Linked DNA regions of Mus musculus: region 1 is linked to region 2. Evidence: chromatin contacts called from public promoter capture Hi-C data. All regions are on one chromosome and are shown on one strand. Each heading gives the region's core, a stretch centred on a gene start, on an enhancer-like site or on the middle of the called end of the contact. The rest is flanking DNA. Distances are from core to core; before and after follow the strand shown.

Region 1 (7,090 bases), core at 437-2,936, 130 kb after region 2:
ACCCCTGCGATGGTTCCCATTCACAGCTCCCTTCTCTCCCAGTTCCCCGTGTGTGCTTACAGATGAGTTTTCAAATATAAGAATATCTTATGCAAAGGCATCATTTGACATCTATCACATCTACTAAGCATAAAACTGTAAGTTATTGTAACCAAATGGAGTCACTCATCTATTTAATAACTGTTTATTAATAGATATAACAAGGAGGTTATATATAATATATGATATATGAGATAATATAACATATAACATAGAATATATAATATAATTGATATAATATATAACATAGTATAACATATAATATATAATATATCTTTGATACTCGACTGGTGATCAGATCACAGGAAACCTCAAGTGGCAGAGGCAAGCGGTGAAGCAGGCACCATCACAGGCAAGTTCCTATATTAACTCAGCCTTCAGAAGGTTTATGTCACATGCCCAGCATGCTACCTGGCTCCTATGTGCCCTATCTATAAACCAGAGCATGCCCAGAAATACATCTACATCTTTCTTTCTGAATGATAACCTTAAATTGAGCATGCGCAGGAGTTCAACTCAGCATTAACTAAGCACGTTCAGGATGGGGCCCCCTCTCCACTGCATAGGTGTTGTTGGCTTGCCGAACAGCTCCAGGCACTTCCCCAGAGGAAGGCATTGGATGCTTTGGAAATGGTTGCCTGCCCTTCCCTTCCTGCTGCAGGTAATATATCTTTCTACTTCATTTCATGCTGGCATTTGCTTTGACTTTGTATTCACCAAGATGTAGAACCATTGCATTGGCTACAGAACCAGAATTTTGTCCAGAAAACCCTTTCAGGATGTTTATCCCCAAATGGCCCACTCAGCCTTGGGTGGCATTTCCCTTGATAGTCTGTGACCAAGGAAGATGGTTTCAAGATGCTAGACATAATTCATTTTGTTTATAGAAATTATCCCTTGCCCACAATCATGACTTTCTGGGGTATACCTGTTCCCACAATAGCCCATTCAGCTCTCAATATCAATGTCCTGAAGACTGTCTGTCTGTCTGAATGTCTCTGATTATTATTTAGGTCAAGAGCATCAAGTATGTTATCCTTGCCACTGGTGTATCTGTGCACCCTTTCCTTACGAGGACTCTGTCTGCAAACAGCAACCCATCCTGTCCTACACAGTACAGGGCCTAGGTGCATAAGAATACAGGAAAAGCCAAGGGAGTTGTTCACACCTTGGTCCAGTGAAGAGACATGTCTGTGGGTATCCTGGAGGCTAAACTTGGTAGACTTGGGTTTCCAGGAGCTGCAGGTGAGGGTGCTGCTGGTTCTGTGTGGGTCAGTTTCCACATCTGCAGTAATGGGAAGTTCTTTACCATCTTTAGAATCACTTTGTCTTTCTGGGTTTATACGAGACCCATGGCAGAGAGATGAGTAGATTTTACGAGCATGTCACATGAGCGGTGACATGATAAAAATGTATTCGTATTTAAGTAGCGCTAACAGGTATGGGTCAACTACTTCAGCACAGAATTCTGCTTCTGGGAAAGTCTAGAGACAGTGGGTTTCTTTGGTTGTTTCTTACCAGCAGGCTTGAGCTCACCCTCAATTTGTAGTTCATGGTGTTCTTAGCATGGCTCCGCAGAGGGCTGTGCCAACAGATCTTGGCTCCGTAGAGGGGTGCGTCAACAGGGCACGGGAATGTTGGGTTCAACAAAGAAGTCATCGCCCAGAACCTTCCTTCTATTAGAACCTGGAATTTATGTTTGTTCCCAGGGTCAGCACTGCATTCTTTCCCCATGGTTTCCAAGGCTTCGGAAGCCTTTGTTCCCACGTCTAGGTTCACGTAGAGCAAGGCTGTTCCATCTCGAAAGCCCCGTTGGCTTCTCACTGTCTCTCAGTGTCCTTGGGTGGACCTCCACAGCTCACGTGACTCCACACCCCACAGCTTCCTGACTCTGAAGTCCTGTCATGGGACAAACTCACATCAGATGCAGGGTGCTGAATGGGTTTTAAAGTGTGTATGGAGTCCTCCCTCTCCCGCAGATATCAGAGTGGTCATAGTACAAGTCTGGGCTCTTATCATCATAAAGGATACTTTATATGACAGGGCTAGGGACATCTCAGATTGAAGCGACTTTGGGACCCATTTGGGAGTGACAATCCAGGCCTGGGTGTTTGTAGATCATCTCTTACTGTAACAGGCCCCCAGAGCTTAGTACATCCTAAGACCTTAGGACATCTGATGTCATGTTAGAGACATTATCGTGACCTTAAAACTGGGTATGTAGGCCCCAATGCCTGCCAGAATGGGTACTAAGACCAAATCCACCAAAAACCTATGCCAGCCCATAGTACAGGACCTGGGAAAGTTCCTAAATATACCAACCTTGCTTTTTGGCATCTGTTGTTGTCTTCTTGCTAACCAAAGCTTGACAACCAGGATGTAATTTTTGTGCACGCTGACAAAGAACTGTAGGGCTCAGGGCTCCACGGTTTAGGTCTACTGGCCAGTGAAGAATTTCTATTGGCTTGAAGGGACCCTGTGTTCTTTGGAGGAGTTACCTCCTAATACTTAGCCTACACTCCCTATACCACCCTACATTCTTTGTGCCAGAAGAAAACAAGCTACTCATAATTAAAACCTCCTCTGCAGCTGGGATTAGCAAGTAGACAAACTAGGCAGCTCTCAACAGGAAAAATAAAAGGTTTCTAAGGTTTTTCTTGGTCTTGTTTGTACAGTCCTCTAAAAATCATAGAAACAGTGCTGCCTATCATGCCCCAGGATGTGTCAGACACAATTACTGTGACTTGCCAGCCCCGGGGTCAGGAGTAATGGAACTTTATTCCACATTAAAAAGGATTATGGGTAACAACACTCAAGTTCCAGACTTTTCTTTTTTTCTTTCTTTTGCACACTATTGTTGAGCTCTTCTTGAAAAGAGCTCACAGCCAGGAGAGTGCCCAGGGAAGAAAAGATTTCTGGTGGCTGGTGTGCCCTCTTGTGAACAAAGGTGATACTGCAGTAGTGGCCATTAAGAGGGAAGAGGGAGAGAAGGGCTCTTTGGGCTGTGCTAGGATCATTCATGATTTTTTGAAAATAATTTGCTCAATTGCTCGAAGTTAGTGAGTATGTCAGATCCTTGCTGGTGAGTGAAAACACTTGACAAAGCCCTAAGGGAGGGAGGGCTTGCTTGGGAGGATACACAGCTACAATTCGAGAGGATACATAGTTCTTAGTGGAGGGGAGGTTTGCATCAGCAGTAAGAAAACAGAGGGAGATGGCCGCTGTTGACCAGCCTGCTTTCTCCTCTTTATGCAGTCTGGAACCCCAGTCCATGGAATAGCACTCCCATATTTGTAGTGGGACACCCTACCTCAACTGAACCTTCCTGAAACACACACACAGAGACCTATCCAGAGGCATGCTTCTTAGTTGGCTCTCTACCAATCAATCTGACACGGTGAGCCACGGGTGTAAGGTTAGACACACATTCTTGGGTGTTTCTGCTGTGTAGGTCAACTGGTTGTGGTCAGGGTGGCAGATGTCTGGATCTCTGGGCATGCACTGGTTATTAACAGTCGATCTTTTTAGTCTCAGAGCGGCTCTGTTGTAGATGACCAACCCCCTAATTATGACTGATTCGGGGGCATGCGGGAGAGGAAGACCTGAGAAATCACTCATCTTTCCACTTCATACTCACCCGTTCTTTGGTGAGAAAGTTGTACCTGCATGTCATCCAGGGTCACCGATCTGGGAGGTGAGTGTCTGGCCACAATGCATCATGGGATGTCAACCCCATCCCTAACACACATACACTTTCTTGGCAGTATTGTTGTCTGTCTGTCTCACTTCCCCGTAGCCGGTGGGCTCCAGGTGTAGCAACAAATCAGCAGGCATTCATACAGGAGCTGCAGGGTCCCTGCACATCAATAACAGTTGCTCTGCACTAAGATAGGGAACAGGACTCCTTGAGCCCATATCTGAGAATGAGCCTGTCCCAGAGAAAGAACCCCTCAGGTATTAACTGGCTTCATTAGATGCCGAGTTAAGGGGGTGGCATATATTAATCTTCAGAGTGGCTTAACCCTAAGACAGGAATCTCCCGTCACGCTGACTTTCCTATTGGCTGGGAAGCCATGGTTCTTAGTTGTGACCAGAGAATATGGAGCAGTTGAGGCTGCGAAGGATCTGAGCTTCAGGCTTCTGTGCACCAGCAGCACCTTCCCAGGAAGCCAAGGGAAGCAGGCAAGGGCATTCTGGCTTTGTGAACCCGGAGTTTAGTGTTAGGCGGGGACTTCGAAGTGATTACAGCTGGTTATTTAGTTGTTCTTTAGAGATGTGGCCCATGGGGTTCAGGCTGGTCTTGAACTCTGTATGAACCTGAGGATGGTCTTGAACTCTTGATCCTCTTGCCTCCATTTTACAAGGGCTGAGAGGATGGCCCTGCCCCACCACTCCAGGCTCCAGATGCTCTTTATGTGGCTATTGGTGATTTACAATGTTTAAAAGACTGTCAACTTCCTATCCCTGTTGTTAACTGTATCTTGTCGAAGCTATATGGGCCCCTGAAAGATGCTCAGTCCACTGGGCTTACATGTGTGTACTGCTCACACTGGCTCAGACTGGCTCACACAGGCTCACACTGGCTCACACTGGCTCAGACTGGCTCACACAGGCTCACACTGGCTCACACTTGCTCAGACTGGCTCACACTGGCTCACACTGGCTCAGACTTGCTCATTCACCTTAGCCTCCTGAGCTAGAGTTCTGTCCCAACTCCACACTTGACCATGGCCTGGCTTTGTGCACCTCTTCCCTCTCTCCCAGGAGGCTCCATCACAAAGGTCTAGAAAACAGAAGTAATAGATTATCATTTAGATCCTTGCTCTGCATTAACAGCATTCCCTGGCTTTTTTACAAACCTCTCTGGACCATGGTGTCCACTCTCGCAGGTGAGGTGAAGGTAAGGGGCTACCCTTGGATCTCTGTAGTATGAGTTCTGCTCACTGCTGTGGTTCAGCTTGGGTTGGTCCTCAGCCTATCAGCTCTCTTTTAGCCCAGTGGGCACACTGTTTGCGTCCAGCCTGGCCAGGATAGGCAGGGCCAGCAGAATGGACTCTTGTGCCTAATGCCACTTTTACTTTATTGCAGCCACTGTTCTTGTAAACACGTGGCATGGCACATTGCTGCTAATCTTTGAGCCTCTGAGCATTTTCAGAATGGAATCCTTGTTGGCACAGCTTGTCCGAGCCTTTGCTACTGTTTCCTGGAGCCTGTCGTGGGCCAGGCAGCTGGCCACACAGTCCTGTGCAGCAAGCTTAGGCTCAGAGCATGACCATTCAGGACTGAGCCCTGAGCCTCTTGGGGATTAACCTAGGAGTGTCTAATCTGATTCCCACGGTGCCAATGAGGAAATCAAGGCCCAGGGCAGCTGAAGGGATTCTCAATAGGCATACAGCTCCAAGAATAGATCAGCAAACAGAACCAGCCCGAGCCTGTGCTCTTAATTCCAGCTTGGGGCTCTCCATCTAAACCTAGCTCCCTTCTGCCTTAGCATGTCTCACTGAATCCATTTTAGGAATGGACCCCCTGTGGGGCTAGGTATGGCTCAGTCAATAATGTACTCGCCACATAAGCATGAGGTCCCCCAGTTTGGCTCCTAGCACCTACATACAAGTCGGATGCTGTGGCACACTTCTGTGAGCCTAGTGTTAGGGCACGGAGACAGGCAGATCCCTGGAGTTCATTGGTTAGCCTGTGTGGCTGAATAAATGGACTCCAGGTTCAGTGAGAGACCCTGACTCAAAACACACACACACATATACACACACACACAACCCTACAAGGCGAAGAATGATTGACAAAGGTACTGAGGACCCCACCCCCATTTTCCAAGTGCACACAAACACACATGCACGCACACTTGCATGTAATAGCATGAGCATGTACATATGCCCTTGTCTGCAAGAAATAAATGCGAACGCCAGAGCCAGATGTTTCTAAAGGCTGTTGCCTGCCCATAGAACCCACACAGTAAAAGCCAAGCCTTTACATTTAATAGAAGATATACCTATTGACCCTGTACAGTGTGCCTGACATTGATGGATCTGTCAGAGCATGTCTGGCATGCGGGGTGTATATGCCAGGGTGATCTCCAGGCAATCCTGGCCACCTGGTGTAGACAGGTCGTCAGAGTGTGTGCTATCCTGGTGCTGAATTGCGGCTACTCTCCCATGTTAAAACGCTGCTGGGATATTTTGCTGCATCTCTGAGAGCTAGCTTGATGTATGAGTGTAAAGGTGTCCAGACAACTACACACACACTAAGCCGCCTGTGTTCCTCTCCATCACGCACTAGGCCTCATGTCCACTGTGGCTTCCTGTCTGCTAAGAACACTCTCCCCCTTGGCCTGCTGAAGACAGACCTTTGGAATCCTAGGGAAAGCTTTCTGCTGCTGCTTTGAGTACCGGGCTTCCTGCCGCTGTGGCCCGGGCACGTAGCTTGGGTTGAATACGCTGGAGCTGGTGCCAGAGGATTGCACACATGATACAAGGTACGCTGCTGAGATCCGTTGATGGGTTTCCTAGGATATGTTTTGATCTACAAAATATGGAAAACCTTTGGGCTCCGTGACAGAGACACTGAGTAATGCTGAACACCAAGTGCACAGGCGGGGAGAGTGACCTCAGGCTGTAGAAACCAAGCTTGTCTTAAAATGAAGACCGACCTACTAGGAAAAGCTGGGTGTGGTCTGAGCCATACCTCATCATTGTGCAAGAACCTGGGCCTTCCCATCCCACTTCCAGTGGGGGTAGAGCACATTTCTGGGTGTGCTGAAGGTAGCCTGTGTAGTTAGGAAAACCCTCACCCAAGATCTGAGGCATCACATGTCACACTGAAGCATTTGCCTTACTAGTTCCTGATAATAGTGGAGATAAGAATAAGAGAGCTGCCGGGCGTGGTGGCACACGCCTTTAATCCCAGCACTCGGGAGGCAGAGGCAGGTGGATTTCTGCGTTCAAGGACAGCCTGGTCTACAAATGAGTTCCAGGACAGCCAGGGCAACACAGAGAAACCCTGTCTCAAAAAATGAGAGAGAGAGAGAGAGAGAGAG
Region 2 (7,300 bases), core at 1,572-4,071:
ATGAAATGGACAAAGGCACCAATGGGGGGAGGGACATAAAAGTATTTGTATGTATTAGTTTCTTTTCTGATCACTAACTAGAGGGGACTTAAAAGAAGAGGGCTTTTTGGCTCATGGTTTAAAGGGACACAGTCTGCTGTGTTGGGGAAGGCATGGTGATTGGTGGCTCCTCGGTGGGAGTATGTGGTAGCTGCTAATTACATGGTCCTGAGCAATCAATAGAGCAGGGAGGAGGGTTTGAATATATATCCCAAGGCCCACCCTCCTACTAACCCTCTTCCTTCATCTAGACCCCATACTCTATAGATTCACCATCTTCCCACAACAGTACCACTACTGGGGACCAAGTTCTGAAACACATGAACCTGTAGCGGGGGAGGGTGCATCTCACACACAATCCCTAACAGTGTGGTAACAATATCTACCCAAAGTGTGGCTTGTCCTTTCACTTTAACCATGCCCTGAGGTGAGTGGGAATTTTAAGTCTTGATTAAGGCCATTTAGTGGGTTTTTGTTTTGTTTTGAGAGTTTCGTGTGTTTTGTTTCCTTTCAGGAGATCAGTAGGATATTCTCCCACGTTTTCTTCTAGAAACTTTAAAGTTATTTCATTTGATTCCAATACTAAATTTTTAATATGCGTATTTTCTGTAACCCCCATCCTTACACCAGCTGGTTTACTTGGTAACGCTGTTTACATGCTTAGGGCAATGCCGAATGGGTGGAGAGAGTTGACATCTGTAATACACCATTCTCAGCATCTGACACATCAACAAATGGCCATGGGCGTGACCCAACTGACAGCCACAGAACATTACGTCGGCAAATGCAGAGTGTGGGTTTGACTCTGTTATACACGCAGCTCAGTGCTCACAGGTCATCTGCGATGCTCACAGTACCAGGCATGCAGTGTCGTCATGAGGCTTAAAGGTTAAAATCATACAGTGGAATTAAGCTTTACATATGTAAGCACATATATTTATGTATTTATGGGTGCATTTACATACTAATTAAAAGAAAATCCCTCAGTGTTTGATAATGAAGCCTAACTAACTGTTCTTAGTATCCCATGGGTCAAAGAAGACCTAAAACAGAAAGTCTCAGATTCCTGCCTGTGGACTTACAGACGTGGTAATGTGTGATACTATAATAGATTGGTCAGGACTTGAGCCGGTCCAACTCCTTTCTGACTAGCTTCATCCCGAGGCTTCCTAATGTAATCCTTCTCTCGTCTACAGCCTTGGGGGGAGAGAGGATGCTGTGTGCTCTCTACTCCAGCGGAGAACACTGTAGTACAGACCTATTTCCTCTCACAACGCTCCTTAGAAAATGTCCTTCACGACTCTAGTCTGGGAGTTCTTTGGGTACTTTACCCAAAGGTCTTCCACAGAGACAACAGGAATGTCTTGTCATTTCAGACAGGTCTGAGAGTTCAACACAGTCCACTCCTGTAACTTTAGTGAATGCTACTTCCAAACAGCTATGAGGTGTCACCGTACCTAGGCTATAATCTGACCTACCTAGTCATAGTCTGTTTGAGAAATGTCTAGCTACAGAGCATACCAGCTCTATAGACACTTACTGTGGAACAAACCTCTCTCTGAACTCATTCTGTAACTGAGTGGACTTAGAGACTTAAGAACCCCGGGGTTTCCGCAACTTCTATGAACCATGTTGGTGGGAGATGTGACAGTCCAGTATGGGAACATGTTTGCTATGTGCCCTAGCCGTGTACCAGTTAGCACTTTGATGGGTGTTGCTTTCCTTTAATAATTTAATGATTTGCTTCCCTCTACATGCACAAAACAAAGGTTCGTGCTAAGCACATTCAACTGCCCAGAAGGGCTCTTCCAGAATATCCCAGCACTTTTCTATGCAGACACCTGCAGGCCTTTAATATCACCAAGGCCCACATTCTTGGTCTTCACAGCGCCTCCCTTTCCAGGCTCAGCCATGAGCAGAAAGGCTAGCTAAGCTCTCTCCAGCATCGCTTCCTGCATTTAGAGAGCTATGGAAAGCTGGAACTCCGGTTCAGCAAACAAGAGCCTCCCGGTGACAGGCAAGCTGTAATAGCGCCTGGAAAGGTATTGAGCTGAGGTCACGGTTGGTCGGCATTTCTATTTCCTGTACTTGGCGGGACGAGGAGCCCCTGACCCTGACCAGCCAGGACCGCCTAGGCTGGCAGGGTGGCTCTAGGTCGGATGGGTTGTTCTCCTGGCATCCCCTACTTTGTAGGTCTGTAAGGAACAGTGGATGCTGGGTGTGGTATCCGTTCTGTGCCCCACTGCCCGTGGGACCCAAGATGGGAGAGGTGGTCAGGGGGAGAAGGGCCAGAGATGGAGTGAAGTGTTGTTCAGTGCCCCCTTCCCACAGGAGCCCTGACCAGGATCTGCAGAGAGCAAGCAGACTCTGGGGTCACGATGGGTGGAGTGTCTGTCTTGTGTTCCCTGCCAGCGACAGCGCAGCTCCCAGTGTCTAACAGAGGGCGGATGATCGGGAGACACAATCTGGCCCCGCGCCATTTCCCAGTGACCAGGAGTCTGAGGGGAGAAGCGTCCACTCTGGGGCACTACAAGCTGGTGTCCTTTCTGTGCCCCCTCTGTCCCCGGGGGCGCAAGGTAGGCAGCATCCCTCCTACTCACGGCGCGGGGCGTTAGGCTGGGGGCGGGGCGGGGAGGGGAGGGGGGCTGATGGCCACGTGGCCTCGCAGGAATGCGCTGGCGCGAGGGTCGGGCGCGGCCGAGGAACGGGCAGGAACGCTGGCCAATGAGCACGAAGCACGGCCGGTTCCGGCCAATCATGGTGAGGTGGGAGGGGCTTCCCTGGCGGGCGGGGTGGGAGCGCATCGCGGGCGGGGCGCGCGGGGCGCGCGGGGGGCGCGGGACAACTGGCGGACGCAGACGGCGGATGGCGCCCGGTCCCTCGGTGAGTGAGCACGGCGACCCCAAGTCCCGTCCCAGGCCGCTTGCACGGGTTGCTTCTTTGCTTTAAAAGTTGCACTTCTACCCAGGTCCCCGAAGTAGCTAAACCCCACCCTGGGTTTGCGGGACTGCGCACAGTGACAGACGGCAGCGAGTAACCACCCCCCAACACCAGTTCAGCGCTGTCTCTGGCACAGGACGGCAAGGAGCTCCCAACTTCAGTTTCAGTTGCCCCCAAATCTGGCCGGTGTTTCCTTCTCTAGGCCCAGCAACCCCTACCCGACCCCCCGCTTTAGTGAGTGTCTATGGACATGGGGGAAGCAAGAAGCACCCACAAATTTGCAGGTGGCCCCTAGGCACAGACAGAAGCAGCCCCTCAACCTATGCCCTAGGTGTTCTCAGGCATAGATTCAGCGGCATGCAGCCTTCCCTTTCAATGGTTATCCCCAGACACAAGGCAGCAAAAAGTCCCCCAACTTCGATGGGTGTCCCTAGACACAGAGCATTGAGCAGCCGCCCAACTTGAGTGAATCTTCGGCCAAGACAGGAGACAGTCCCCAGCATCACTGTGTCCCATAGCCTGAGGGTAAGGCTCAAGGGTATGTGCAGTAGGGACCTGCAGCCTCTGACCTGGAGATGTGGGGTGAAAGGGTGAAAGGTCGCTGAAATTGCATGAGAGAAGTCATCTTGGGATGTTTGAATTAAGATCCTTAGGATCCCCTTTAGGGTGAAGTTGTTGCTGGGGTAAGGTTTTTTTGCTACCCACCATTGCTCAATAATTAGGGTAGATCCTGATCTGGTGTGCAGTAAATAAAAGCAGGTGGTTGGGCACCCTGGACACTGTGGGACACCATGTTTTGATTTCCCAGAGGGCAATAGACATGCTTGGTGTGAACTCTAACGTAGGATGCATCTCAGTTACAGCCTTTGCTGGAGGAAGAGGTTCTTCTGGACTCAAATGGCAGCAATCTTTCCTTCTTTTCTTTGGCTGGACCACACAGTAAGCTGTGTAGCTGTGTTTAGAATCTGGGCAAGGGACAGCATTTCATTGTCAGGTGACTCTTTCTTGATTCTAGGTCCTCCCTCGCACATACTCAGCAGGTGCTCCTTACTACTGCCGAGCATCTTGCCAGGCAAATGCTCTGTTGCTGAGCTACGCCCACAGCCTTGGTTACTATTAAAAAATCTATTTTGGCACTCGAAGGTCTGAGTTAGAAGGATCTTGAGTCTGGCCAGCCTGGGCTCCAATAATGAGATTTTTTCATATAAACAAGAAGGCAGGACTGGGGTGTGGCATGCAGCAGGCTGGGTTTGATCCCCAGTAAATGCTGAATTAATACATAGGTAAAGGTGTTGTGGCTTGAATGAGGATGCCGCCCCCCTCCACAGGCTCCGATGCCTGAATTCTCGGTTCCTAGTTGGAGTGCTGTTTGGGTAGGTTTAGGAGGTACGGCCCTGAAGGAGGATGTATGATCTTTGACGTTTCAGAGTTGTGCAGTATTCAGATTATGTCCTCTTCGATTCATGCATGTCTGCTGGTGGCTCCAGGTGTATGTTCTCAGTGTTCTACTGTAGCCACTGTGCCCGGTGCCATGCTCCGCCCATCCCTGTATGCTCCGCCCATCCCAGCATGCTCCGCCCACCCCGCAGTAATGCACTTTTATCCCTCAGCAACCAGATGCCCAAATAAACTGCCTTGGTCATGGTGCTTTATCACGGCAATAGAAACATAACTAATAATAAATATTACAAAAATTATATATATATATGTACACATATATGCACATATATGTGTACATATATATAATACCGACTTTTATCTCGTCCTTCAGGACCTGAAACTCCCTTCGTTAAAAACTGGTCTGTACGATGACGCTAACGAACCAAATTGCGCAGCTCTTCCTTCTGATTCCTCTTCAAATACCTATTTTACCAAGAATAACTTTTATTAGAAAAGATTGTTCAAGTTTGTACTTAAGTCTCTCTTTAAATGTTTACCACTCCTTTCTGGCCCCAAGAGCTTTTTGTCATTTCACTGGCATCAGTACCAAACATGTGAGTCACCTTGTTTGAAATCACTGTCCAGAGTTACACAGCCAGTCGTGACTTCTCAGAGGGAAGAGCTGTGCCATTCGGTGACGCATCACCGTACAGACCAGTTATTAACGATGGGAGTTTCAGGTCCTGAGGGAAGAAGTAAAAGTCGGTTATCAGAAATAACGTTTTGTTTTTGAGGTGCTTGTCCTAGAGCTGTGGCCTCCGTGCTTGCACAATCTCCACTCCGAAGCTGCACCTCCATCCTTCATCTTTTGAACCAGGGTTCTTCTAGATTTGCTGCAGGCATCTTCTTGGTACTCGGGTGTGCCTCTTCTTTGGTGAGATCCTTTTCGTGAGGCTCGAAGCAAGCTCTGGTGGTTCCAGATGGAGACTTTCTGGGTGGGTAGGGGGCTGTGTGCCTGGGTCCTGGGTCATCTGATGGAGTCACCACTAACCCTGTGACTGTCCACTCTAGGCTTGGTTCTGCTTAGGTGTGACCTCACTGGGAAGCAATGTGTAAACACACACACACACACACACACACACACACACACACACACACACACTGCTCTACACCTGAAACTATTCTGTGTTCACCAGAGAAAATTGGAAATTCAGCAGCCGTGGCTGATGTCATCTGCAGATAACAGTATAAACCATTTTCATAATTGAAACCCCAGTTGTATAACACATCATCCTTGAATTGCACGACTCAAACTAGTAAGTGCACCGTGGAAGGTTATGTCTGGAGATGTTCAGAGAGTATTGATGTTCGTTCCAGAGGACAGTTGGCTTGGCTGGTAGTGGGGTGTACTGTTAATTATTGTTGGGGTTGAAATGCAGATCTTACTAGCTATGTTCCCTGGAGATGTGCTTTAGGGACGATACACTGGGGTGGGTACTCTAGGAAAGACAGTTTGGAAGGGTCTGAAATGAACTGAGACTAGACAGCACATGGGCCACGAATGTATCTGTGGGCAGGCAGCAAGGTGGCGGCCTTGACTGTGGATGGATGGGGACCTGAACTACAGCCTCTGGAGAGAGGCTACACCTATAGGAGAAACATGTGGGGTACAATGCACCCTAGGAAGGTCCTGCCTTCATTCAACCCTGCCTGCCTTGTGTGTGCCCTCTCCAAGGTCTTCTGCCCTACCCCATTGACTGACCCTTCCACAGTGGCTGGGCCTGCAGGCTGGCTTTTGCCTCTTTCTCTATGTGAATTTTCAGAAATTGCTTATGAAACAAGGCCACAATTTTCCTAGTGTTGTTGTCCGTCCCTCTCCACCCCGCTGTTTCTTGCTTTTCCTGTGTCACATTAACGTGCATCTGCTAGTGGAAAGTGGTGTCTATGGGCTGGGTTGGTTTTCTAGAGACAGGGTTGCTCTATGTAACAGAGCCCTGGATGGCCTGAAGCTCATCACGGAGACCAGCTGGCCTTAAACTCACAGAGATCCACCTGCCTCTGCCTCCTGAGCGAGCGCTGGGATTAGAGATGTGCAACTGTTATTATATTTTGACTAAACAATGGGAGAAGAGGTAGAATATTTTTCAAGTTATTAGGTTTAATATTTTGTCTTCCATGTATCACCTTCTGATATAGGAAGTGATGTGGGCAGTAGAATACGACATAAAAAAGTGTGCAGAATCAGGTACTGTGGTGCGTACGTACTCACAAGCACAGCACCGGGGAGGCCGGGGCAGGAGAATGCTGACTTTGAGACTAGCTTTGGATGCACACTGAGACCTTTATGGTTATATGGAGGATCTTGTAGGGGAGCCATGGACAAGTGTGCCTAGAAGGTAGAACATGGGTTATAGCCTGACCGACTCTGTGCGCTGCGCAGGGATGAGGCGCTGATTGGTCCAGGCATGTCTACAGTCACCCGAATGTGCTGACAAGTGTGCCTGAACTGGGGGGCCTTCCACACCTAGTTCAGAGATCACTCTCACTGCTGGGGCTACTGTCCTGAAGGCGTGTGATACATTAGGAACCGTTTCTGCTTTTCGTTCTGGGCGCGGCTGGTGAGTGTTACCCAGTTTCCCTCAAATCCTGCACCACTTTTTGCAGCTCTGGGGATTGAACCCAGGGCCTTGCCCATACTGGGCGAGTGTCCTACCACCAAGCCACAACTCCCTTCTGATGGCATTTCTTTTTAAAGTACTTTGGGCTTTTGCCTTGAGATAAAGCCCTAAAGACTCTAGAGTCATATGGATAGGTGATGTTTGAACTGGTACCTCGTCTTGTCTCATTGGTGCGGATGAATAAGACTGGATTAAGTCAGGTATAATAGCTCACACATGTAATTCAAGCATCCACGAGGTAGAGACAGGAGGCCAACCTGAGC

The links. Promoter capture Hi-C pulls out the DNA fragments that hold promoters and counts their contacts.
Region 1: a promoter capture Hi-C map of neural stem cells shows a contact between it and region 2. The contact joins the promoter of BB014433 here to the promoter of Arhgef10 in region 2. A contact is called at or near these places in 6 of 39 promoter capture datasets (3T3-L1-derived adipocytes, cranial neural crest, embryonic stem cells and 3 more), 1 of 15 datasets of contacts at CTCF or cohesin (large pre-B cells), 3 of 484 Hi-C or Micro-C datasets (cerebral cortex, double positive thymocytes and embryonic stem cells), 11 of 115 datasets of contacts at active chromatin or transcription factors (the NIH/3T3 cell line, double positive thymocytes, embryonic forebrain and 4 more) and 4 of 9 other capture datasets (adipose tissue, embryonic stem cells, liver and 1 more).

The regions. Positions count from the first base shown.
Region 1 is chr8:15,044,392-15,051,481 of GRCm38.p6, forward strand. BB014433 (expressed sequence BB014433) reads right to left here and starts at 1,687. Exons shown (of 2, transcript NR_037972.1): 1 at 1,576-1,687.
Region 2 is chr8:14,908,842-14,916,141 of GRCm38.p6, forward strand. Arhgef10 (Rho guanine nucleotide exchange factor (GEF) 10) reads left to right here and starts at 2,822. Exons shown (of 29, transcript NM_172751.3): 1 at 2,822-2,922.